Linked DNA regions of Mus musculus: regions 2 and 3 are each linked to region 1. A link is a contact called in public Hi-C and HiChIP or PLAC-seq data. All regions are on one chromosome and are shown on one strand. The core of a region is the stretch at or near the end of the contact, and the rest is flanking DNA. Distances in the headings are between cores, read along the strand shown. Region 1 holds the start of Wscd2 (WSC domain containing 2). Region 2 overlaps 1700069L16Rik (RIKEN cDNA 1700069L16 gene). Region 3 has its middle 15 kb from the start of Gm46919.

Evidence for each region. A called contact is a pair of places that touch in the nucleus more often than the background predicts. HiChIP or PLAC-seq counts read pairs in DNA pulled down with a chosen protein or histone mark.
Region 2: an H3K4me3 HiChIP or PLAC-seq map of embryonic forebrain shows a contact between it and region 1, with 2.8 times the contacts expected there. The contact joins the enhancer-like site here to the promoter of Wscd2 in region 1. A contact is called at or near these places in 18 of 39 promoter capture datasets (the 3T3-L1 cell line, the C10 cell line, the HPC-7 cell line and 12 more), 4 of 484 Hi-C or Micro-C datasets (bone marrow-derived macrophages, embryonic fibroblasts, embryonic stem cells and 1 more), 11 of 115 datasets of contacts at active chromatin or transcription factors (SST interneurons, VIP interneurons, embryonic basal ganglia and 8 more) and 3 of 9 other capture datasets (adipose tissue, liver and pancreatic islet).
Region 3: a Hi-C map of cerebellar granule neurons shows a contact between it and region 1, with 2.9 times the contacts expected there. The contact joins the enhancer-like site here to the promoter of Wscd2 in region 1. A contact is called at or near these places in 14 of 39 promoter capture datasets (the 3T3-L1 cell line, 3T3-L1-derived adipocytes, the C10 cell line and 9 more), 5 of 484 Hi-C or Micro-C datasets (brain, cerebellar granule neurons, cerebellum and 2 more), 8 of 115 datasets of contacts at active chromatin or transcription factors (SST interneurons, embryonic basal ganglia, embryonic forebrain and 5 more) and 3 of 9 other capture datasets (adipose tissue, liver and pancreatic islet).

Annotation. Positions count from the first base shown.
Region 1 is chr5:113,488,940-113,492,133 of GRCm38.p6, reverse strand. It overlaps Wscd2 (WSC domain containing 2), which reads right to left and starts at 1,687. Exons shown (of 9, transcript NM_177292.3): 1 at 1,194-1,687.
Region 2 is chr5:113,702,595-113,705,788 of GRCm38.p6, reverse strand. The region is part of intron 2 of 1700069L16Rik (RIKEN cDNA 1700069L16 gene); the gene reads left to right. Among named protein-coding and RNA genes, the nearest start is that of Gm46919, 5.5 kb to the right of the region's middle. Within about 2 kb of position 1,713, at least 14 of the 459 cell types and tissues checked have an H3K27ac peak or open chromatin away from gene starts, as enhancers often do. A contact at or near this core is called in embryonic forebrain, where this site is marked.
Region 3 is chr5:113,681,919-113,685,112 of GRCm38.p6, reverse strand. No RefSeq gene overlaps it. Among named protein-coding and RNA genes, the nearest start is that of Gm46919, 15 kb to the left of the region's middle. Within about 2 kb of position 1,697, at least 6 of the 459 cell types and tissues checked have an H3K27ac peak or open chromatin away from gene starts, as enhancers often do. A contact at or near this core is called in cerebellar granule neurons and cerebellum, where this site is marked.

The DNA of each region.
Region 1 (3,194 bases), core at 438-2,937:
CCATCTCTTCACTCTTAGAAAAGTGGCCACTGTAGTCCAGAGAGGGTTAGTGGTTAGACATAGGATACGCAGCAAGTCAAAGGCAAGTGTGAAGCCAATTCTTGAATCAGAGCTGTGTTTTCCCCAAGATATCCACCACAGACCTTTGATACCCTGGAGGAGTGCATGGGTTTGGGCAGCCTGGGAAAGTGGCTTCTGGCCTCAGATCAGAGTCCTAAGCCAAGGCAGGAAGTCTTTATATCTCACCTAACAGCTCAAGAACTCAAGAACCCCCAGCACGACTGCTCCCCAAAGGCAGAGACACCCAGCTCCATCCAGTAGAAGGCTGACCCATGGCCAAGGGATCACTTCCAAACACCGCTCTTGGCCAAGGCAGAAGAGAGCATCCACTATGTCTCTACCGGACTTCAAGCCTACCAAAGACCAACCAGTATGCCCCCTGACTCCCAGCCCTCCCGGCAGGAATGGAGGACAGTGATGTCTTCCATGTGGACACAGGACTGGCCTTTTGGAAGTGTGCTTTCACTAGGGAGAAAGGGATTATAGCCAGCAGTGCTCTAGGTTGGGACAGCCTCAGGGACTCAGAGTGGGCAGCCACGGGCTGGGCAAGAGGTCACCAGGAGCCCTGGTCCCCTCAGGCCCCTTCCCTGCGGCTTGCTCCTCTCATTGAGGGGTGCAGGCAGCTCTCTCTGATTTTTTAAAGCTTTCTTTCTCCCCCTAAAGGGGCAGCCCCTCTGGAATCTCAAGGAGTGGGCTGTGCCTGTGGGGGCCTGGAAAGGAGTTGAGGGTCTCCTGGAAGGGCACTTGGGCCTGCTGGCATTTGAACGGGGGGGGGCGGGAGAGGGGCAAGTGGCTTTCTCCTACCATATGCCCCCCCCAAGGACCCACAGAAGCCAGTCTGCAAAGTGGGCTTCGCAGAGCCCACGCTGCGGGGCCCTGGCTACCGCTTGGTTCCCCAGTGCAGGCACCACCCCAAGGCCAGCTCACAGGCACCGCTCACCCCTTCTCCCCAGGCTGGAAGCTGGCCCGGCAGCGGAGTGCGAGAGTGTGATCCAAGGCCCCCCGCTGCTCCGGCAGCCCCAGGGATGTCCCCACACGCGTCCGCGGCCAGAGGAAAGTTTGTCATCTCCCCGGAGCCGACTGTCACCTCTCTGCAGCTTTGGGCTCACTGGGGACCCGTGGCTGCTGCTTACCTGGGGGAAGCGCCGAGCTCTCTGTGCCTGGTAGGGCGCAGCGAGGAGCAGGAAGCCGGGAGCCTGGAGCCTGGAGCGCAGAGAGTGGTGCGCGGAGCCAGGGCTGGGACTGAGCGAGGCTGAGGCCGGGGGTATGAGGCTGGGGCTGCGCGGGCGCCCGTACTCCCGGCCCTGCTGGAGCAGTCTGCAGCCCGAGCTCCAGAGCTCCCGCGCCCGCCGCCTCCCCGCAGCCCGGCCCGACCGCCCGCGCTTAACTCCTTGCGTCCCGGCCTCCCGCCGCGCCCGCCGCAGGCCTGGGATCCGGGCTGTGCAGTGTGCTGAGCCCCGCTCCTGGGCTGCGGCGAAATGCACCGAGACGGGGTGAAGGGCCGGCGCCTGGCTTGAGCGTGGTGCGGGCTGGCTGCCGCTGCTTGGAGACTTGGCCAGGAGCCCGCCCGGCAGGCAGCTCAAAGAAATCCAACAAAGGACAGTTTTGTTGATGGGTGTTCAGCGTGTTGTTTTAACAGGCTCTGAGTTTTGCCTGTGTGGCTTCTGGGCTGTCACACTCCCTCTCTGAGCTTGCTGGAATTCCGGCTGTGTGTCTCCGGCTCCTGGATGACTTCCACTGAGGGTCCCTGAAGGGGATCAGAAGCATCAGACAAGAGTGGAACACAGGGGCTTCTGGTTTGCAGATCTAGCTTGGCTCCGGTTAGGTCCAAGGGCGACTGGAAAAATCTAGGCGTAAATATTTTTATTTTATTTTATTTATTTACTCCCCCCCAACACCCCCCCCCACCCCCCAGACAGGGTTTCTCTATGTAGGTCTGGCTGTCCTGGAACTCTACATCATTAGAGCACACTGGCTTCGAACTCATAAAGGTCCACCTGCCTCTGCCTCTCAAGTGCTGAGCTTAAAGGTGTGAGACACTACGTCTGGCTTAGGTGTAAATATTGTGTGTGTGTGTATGTATGTGTGTGTGTGGTGTGCATGGACACCTGTGCCCACATGTATGAACTCGTGTGTCACCGTGCCTTGCGTGAAGTCAGAGAACCACCTCAGGTGTCAGTCTTTATTCTCTACCTTGCTTGAGATGGTGGCTCCTCCATCTGTGTTTGCAGATGATCGTTCGAGGGTCCTGGACTCTCTCCCCTCCCCTTCGCATGTCTTAGGGCCACTGGAGTTACAGGGTGAGCTCTTGTTTATGTGGCTACCAGGGATTTGAACTCAGGCCCTCAAGCTTACAGAACAAGTGTTGTATCTGCTGAGCCACCTCCCCAGTCCGAGATCTTGGTTTTCGTGTTTTTTTTGAATGCCGACTGTTGAGCTAAATGGAATGGGGTTCAAGTGTCCTCTCCCCTTAACTGTTTTCTGTCGGTATGGCTCTGACCAAGCTGCCTTGGTTTCCCTACATGAACAGGAGCAGCTCAGACCTTCTAGGCTGGCCATATGAGGGTTGTGGGCTGCCACACAGTATCCATATCTACCTCAGAGAAAATGGGCTTCGGGCTTGGTCGGGGGAGTGAGTTTGAGCCTAGCAGGGAGCTGTGTATAAAGATGCGGACTTAAGTTTGTACCCTGAGTATGAAATCTCTCAGTCTTCCCCAACTCATCTATTGGTATTGCCTGGAATACAAATCTCCTGCCCATTTTGCATTGGTTGTTTGATAATTCTTACCTTCCAGTTGCTTCAACAAAACAGCCAGCAAAAACAGCTGAGGAAGAGGTTTCCTTTGGCTTCCATGTCCTTCAGGGAGGGGAAGCCACAGTTGGGGAGCAGAGGCGAATGAGGTGCTCCGCTTGAGGACTCTAGCCCATGGGACGACACCAACCACGTTCAGGATCTGTTTCCCTTCTCTGTGTGCTGGCTGGTTTTCTGTCAACTTGACACAAGCCAGAGTCATCAGAGAAGGAGGAGCCTCAGTTGAGAAAACGCCTACATAAGACCCGGCTTTGGGCGAACCTGTAGACCATTTTCTTAATTAGTGATTCATGCAGGAGGGCCCCACCCATTGTGGGTGGGG
Region 2 (3,194 bases), core at 464-2,963, 210 kb before region 1:
TTGTGGTTTTGTACTCGTAAGAAGGAGCTATGTACATTGGTAACCGACCCCTTCCCCGACTTTTCTGTGCTACCACTGCTTTGACAAGTGGTAGGCTCCAGTGTGGAGATAAGAAAAGAACACACAAGCAGGTGAAGTGCTTTCTGAGAAAATGCAAGTTCCTGGATCTAGCTGCTCCTGAAACCCAGCCAAGTCCTGCCTTTAACAGAGGCAGCTGGAACAGCAGATGTTTTGTTGAATGTGTGTAAAAGGCTCTACCTTCTCTTAATTTGGTTTCTTCAGTAACCAGAAGGCTGAAGGAGCACAATACCCATTGCCAGGGGACTCGTGTGCGTCAAGGGGAACAAATCAGAAAGAAAGGTTTACAGAAACACCAAGAATGGGTGAGCTCAAAGTCTTATACTAAGTCCCTGAAATTGTCTAGACCTGTTCGTTTAGGGTGACTTCTGGTGGCTGCACACCCCATGGCTAGCCCTAAAGGGACCAAGGAGAACAAGCAAGTCATATGCCTGAAAGCCTTCTAAACAGTTAAGATGAGGACCCACCTGGCCAAGGCAGGAAGGATGGCTCAGTAAACACTTGCTGTATAAGCTGTGTGGCCCAAGTTTGATCTCTGTAGCCCGCGGTGGAAGTGTCTCTTGAAAGCTGTCCTCTGACCTCCACAGCATGCACGTATCTCGGGGCACGCACTAATACAATAATAATTAGTAAAAATAAAATAAAATCAAGAAGAGCAGGGGCAGGCGGTTGTGTTTGCTATCTACAGACCTCATTTCTTGTTTATTTCTATTGTTTTTCTCTTAAATTTTTTTTCTTTGCTTAGAATACAAAGTATCAATGCGGTCTGTCCTCCCCCTTAGATTTTTTTTTCCTCTTCTTTGCCTAGAATACAAAGTATCAGTCTAGGCTGTCCTCCTGGTCTACTTCTGAACAGCTTGCGCACATCCTTACAGGGTTTTCTTCCATATTTGAACACTTGCTATGTGCACATACTCACACAGACTGTTGCAAGTTTTTCTTAGTTACTTAGAAATAGGTCTTGGGCACGAGGAGACCTGGTTTCTTTTTGAAAGAGCTCTTTAATAACCTAAGGGAATATTATCTATTCCCCCCTGTGGACCGACACAGGCTTCCAGCTTTTCCTTTTGTCTGTGCATGTTTCTGTAGGAGAGGAGGCGAGGCGGATGGACTTGCAGGCTTGGAGCAGCCCTTGCCTGTTTGCTGAAAGGTCTCCCCCCTCCCTCTGCCTTGTCAAGGGTGGGCAATTAGTTTTGGCTAATCCGATCGACAATAAGATTTCCTTTTATTGTTTCAAATTTCCTTCATGTTTTTTTTTTTCAGCTCTCAAACACCTTCCTTTTCCTTGGGCAAGCATACCCCCTCTTCCTCCTGTTCCTCCCGGCCTCCACACCATTTCCTTTCTGCTTGGCGATTGGTGAGCTACAAGCATTCTGTTCTAGCTGGAGAGGGGTCCTCCCTAGGGTGTAATTAGCACCAAGGCAGCTCTGCACTTCCATCTTTCTACAAGAAATTCAAACCTTTGTCTGGAGTGGTAAAATCTAGTGTTTGACTGCAGGCCAAGTCAAAAAAAAAAAAAAAAAAAAACCAGGCCGGACAAGCAATCAAAGCTAAATGGACTCCGAGCGCTAAGCACCCCTTTCCCTGGTCGGGACAACAGCTGTCTTCCTGCCTGCTCGCCCTTCTTCTGCATCTCCCCCTCCTGGGAAGGCAGAGAGAAATCCTGACAAACGCCCCCCACTGAATGATGTGCTGTTCTCTGGGAGTTTTCAATTTGGCTGTATTGATTTATAAGGTCTTTTCAATTACTGAATTCTTGTAGGTGGCAGAGCGGAGGACCGAGGACGTGAGCCCCATGCTCGATCGATCTCAGGTACTTCCACAGGGGCGTCCGTGTGCCAGCCGGAGATTGATGAAGCCTCGAATAACGAGGCTTCCCACGCAACATTTATTAAATGAGAATCTAGAATTCATTAACACGGGAACTTGTCTGGAGAATACGAGGGGGGCGAACCCTGAGCTGCTGCACTTACTGGTAGCTTAATATATGAAGGCCATTTGGACTCTTATGAGATTTCCTCTCTCCCTTTATTGGGGTGGTGTGCTTGGGTGGCTTCTTGGGAAATGTCCGTCAAAACTCGGGGGAGATAAGGACTAGAAAAAAAAGGCCAGTTCCCCAATTCATCCTCAAGTGAGGATGGTGTCAGCAGCCAGTACTGAACCTCTGATTCAAAGCAGGGCCTCAGTATAAAAGAGAAGTGGCCAGCCAGTCAATGACCCGGAGAGACTACCAAGTACTAACCATGACTGTAAGGGAGCTGGCAGAAGCCAGGCAGTGGTGGCGCATGCCTTTAATCCCAGCACTTGGGAGGTAGAGGCAATGGATTTCTGAGTTTGAGGCCAGCCTGGTAAACTCACAGAGTGAGTTCCAGGACAGCCAGGGCTACACAGAGAAACCCTGTCTCCAGAAAAGAAAACACACACACACACACACACACACACACACACACACACACACACACACACACACACACAGAGGGAGAGAGAGAGAGAGGGAGAGAGAGAGAGAGAGAGAGAGAGAGGGAGAGAGAGAGAGAGAGGGAGAGAGAGAGAGAGAGAGAGAGAGAGCTGGCAGCACTATTTCTAAGCCCAGCCAGGTCAGCTCCCAGCTTAGAGATTTGTACCTGCCTTCACAATTGCTTCCTGGGAGTGGCCCACATGCTGGGTACTGGATTAAACTGTGTCTTAGGACTGTCCAAGTGGGTGGGTTAAAGGGGACCGGATTTAACCTTGTGTAGCTCTGGAAGTCTGATATCTAGGATGGAAGTATCTATAGGACCTGTCCTGCCTTTTTAAGGATCAGCTTCTGCTGGTCCCTGGCTCTTCTTTCTTCTTCTCTTTTTGAGAAGAGGGCATCAGATCCCATTACAGATAATTGTGAGCCGTCATGTGGCTGCTGGGGAATTGAACTCAGGACCTCTGGAAGAGCAGTCAGTGCTCTTAACCGCTGAGCCATCCCTCTAGCCCCCCCCCCCCCCGCTCTCTTTGGCCTGTGGGTACATGCCCACCTTTCCTGCTGCCTGTCTTCACATGCCACCTTCCCATGTGCTGATGTCTCTAAACCTTTCCATAGACAGACAGACAGACTCCTGCCACTGAAGAGAGTTCCCTCTCCA
Region 3 (3,194 bases), core at 448-2,947, 190 kb before region 1:
AATCTCACACTTATGTACAACTCCCCACCCCGGCCTCTACTGCCCCCCCCCCCCAAACCTCAGGAATTACTATATAATTTCCATTTAAAAAAAATGAAGATCAGACAGGTGATATGGATCAGAGGGATTTGAACCTGGGTCTGTTTCATTCCAGGACGGCAAGTTCCATACATGGAATATAATTTCCACTGCACTAGACAAGATATGGAGCTGTCTGTTTCTTGATGTTCGTTGCTAAATAAGCTGTCGGCTTACCCAGTATTTCATCTGTGTGTTTTGCGTCTGGTGCCCATGGAGCTGATCTTCCGGACCTGGTGTTGCAGATGGTTGTGAGCTACTCTGAGGGTGCTGAGAACTGAACCGGGGTCGTTTGAATGAGCAGCCAGCGCTGCTAACCACTGAGCCATCTCTCCAGCCCCGGTAGGCAGGCATAAATAAAGACAGGCTTCCTGCAGTGGCTGGGATTGTTTTGACATTGAGGGCTCTTCAGCGGAGCCCTCGCCTCTCCAGTGCCAGGAGCCCTCGCCCCTCCAGTGCCAGGAGAGCTAAACAAGAATGATGGAGGCACTCCCACAACTCCCCTCGGGAGAGTCAGGGCAGGCTTCTCAGACGTTGGAGTCATTGACTACTGAAGGACACTCACGCTCGCTTGTGCTCCGCGAGAGAAGAGAGGACAGTGCCAGCGGGGAAAGGAAATTACATGGTCTCAAATCCTTCGGAAATTGCTGTTTTCTCTCCTCCCTACCTTGCTGCTTATGGAGATGCAAGGCTCAACCGCTTAATAGCATTGGGGAGGGAGTGATGGAGGGCAGGACACACTGATAAAGGGCAAAGCTTGTTCCACAGATGCTGGGAAAATGTGCTGCGTGTCCTCTGCCCTGACCTTGGGTTAGACGTGTGAGATCTTTTCCTTAAGCTGCATGAAGGTGGCTATGGTGGCTGCAATTAGAGAGCCTGGCGGGGTTCACTAAAACTTCCGGTTAGGGAGGCAGAAGAGCCAGAAGTGAGGAGTTGTCTGGCATTTTCTGTTCACTGAAAATCTTCCCAGCAGGCCACAGGGGCACTGTAATTCCCTCTCAAAGCCGCCGGGTTACCATGATCTGCTCCCAAGGGTGTGGAGGCCTGTAAATGGCTCCAGGGCTAGATACTTGGTCCCTAATTGTGATGCTATTTTGATAGTCATCTTGACCAAATGTAGAGTCATACAAGAGGCACCTGTGGGCACAGTTGTTGAGAGGATTTTCTAGATCAGGTAAATAGAGGTCCAAAGAGCCCCCTTAAAAGTGGGTGGCACCATTTCCTAGGCCAGGGCCACACTGCATAGAATGGAGAGAGCTAGGGCTCACACCATCCTTCTCTCTCTATTTCCTGACTGTGGACACAATGTGACCTACTTCCTCAGGATCCTGCTGCCATGGCTCCCTGGCCCTGGTGGGCTGTATCCATGGGAACTGCAAGCCCTTGCTTCCTTTAATTTCTTCTGTCAGCCATCTTGCTACTGTAGCGTAACAAGTAACTAACTCATCTGCAGATGCTGACGGGAGAGGCAGGGTCTAGTGGAAGGTGCCTGGGTAGTGAGGCCTCCAGCTTTGAATCAGTGCCCTCTCAGAGGACCAGGTCAAGTCTAGCGGGACTGGTTCTGTTCCCACTAGAACAGATGGTCACACTGGTGAGTTCGGTCCCTCCTGTTTCTTGCTTCCTTTCCTGGTGGCATAAAGCCATTTACCACTAGGGCCCTCACCACGAGAGCCAAGCAGATGGTAGCCACAACACTGCCAAGCCTCCAGGACTCAGAAAATAATCCTCTTATGTGAAAAAGGACCCAGCTTCTGGTATTTCATCACAGCATCAGAGTCTGGCAGGATGCTTTCGGCTTGAACGTTATCAGAGACCTGCTTCTGCTTATCCCACGTGGCGAAACATTTAGCTACAGAGCTGCCTCAGTTTCCCCAAGCTTTTGAGGAGAAAAGGATTCCTGACTGAACTTCCTGCTGGATGTAAATATCTTTACTTGGTTTGTTCCTATCCTGGTGCAGCTGTGAGTGTGGGAGGGAGGCCCCTCTCCGAGAGCGCAGGGGGCTGAAGCCAGGGCCCTTTTCTGTCAGGGCAGGTGTAGAGTGGCCTGTAGCTTAGAAACACTGGGCATGCTCTATGTTCATCTCCATTCAGCCCTCGATTCAGCCAGATCAGAAATCAGACACTCGAATGTTTTTTAAGAAACCTTTCTAGAGTGACCTGAGGCTCAGTGGCAGCTCAGCCTTTCTTGAAGGTCAGAAACCTTTCCTGGGTCAGGGAGAAAGTGGCTGGGCGCATTTTCTTGCTTCTTGGGTCAGCTTACCTCCCAAGGCAAATGGGGACCTGGTGACAGCTGCCTGCTGTGGTCTGTCTGTGGGGAATGTTGCTAAAGTGACTTTCAGAACTCTGGCCCACTCCACCAGTCTGGGACTATGAGTCTTGTACAGGAGAGGAAAAAAGCTTAGGTAAGCGTTTTTCCCAGAAGCTGCTGCGTGGCATGACTGGGCAGAAAGCCCCCCTCCTCTGTCTCTGTCTGTCTCTGTCTCTTTCTCTCCTTGCTCTCAGTGCCACATGACTGACTGTCTCACTGTGTTTTATCCCATTCATCATTCTGTGGTGAACAGCCTCGCCACCTCATACACCTGGGCAGGGACAGATGCAGGATTTGAACCCAAGTCTTTCCTTTGGAATCCGTGCCTCTCTGTCTGGGATTTGGTCCGTCTACCCGACTTTAGACTTGGGCCTGGGTGTGATGGTACATGCTTGAATCCTGGAACTCTGGAGGCACAGGACCACTGTAAGTTAGAGGCCAGCCAGGACTATGTAGCACAAAACTCTGTCTCAAACAAAATAAAACCACCCCTAAATCATAACCCCTGAATGTGGGTCTGGGTATCAACAGCTTTGCAAAGGGAGTGGGCGTGAGGTCAGAGTGAAGTTTTTAGTAGGTGCACATGGCTGTGGGCACTCCATTTAATTGCTCAGCCTCAGTTTCCCCAGGTACAGTACACAGTACCCAGCAACCTCACACACTTATTGCTGGGCTCAAACAGGGGCCCTGAAAGATACTGTAGCAATAGTGGTAGTATTGGTTTTGTTTATTGAGCATTGCTTCCAGGTCAGGTACCTGGAAGCTTTGGTTCAGCTGGGTTAGCTGGGCTGCAGGTGCTCTGTCTGTG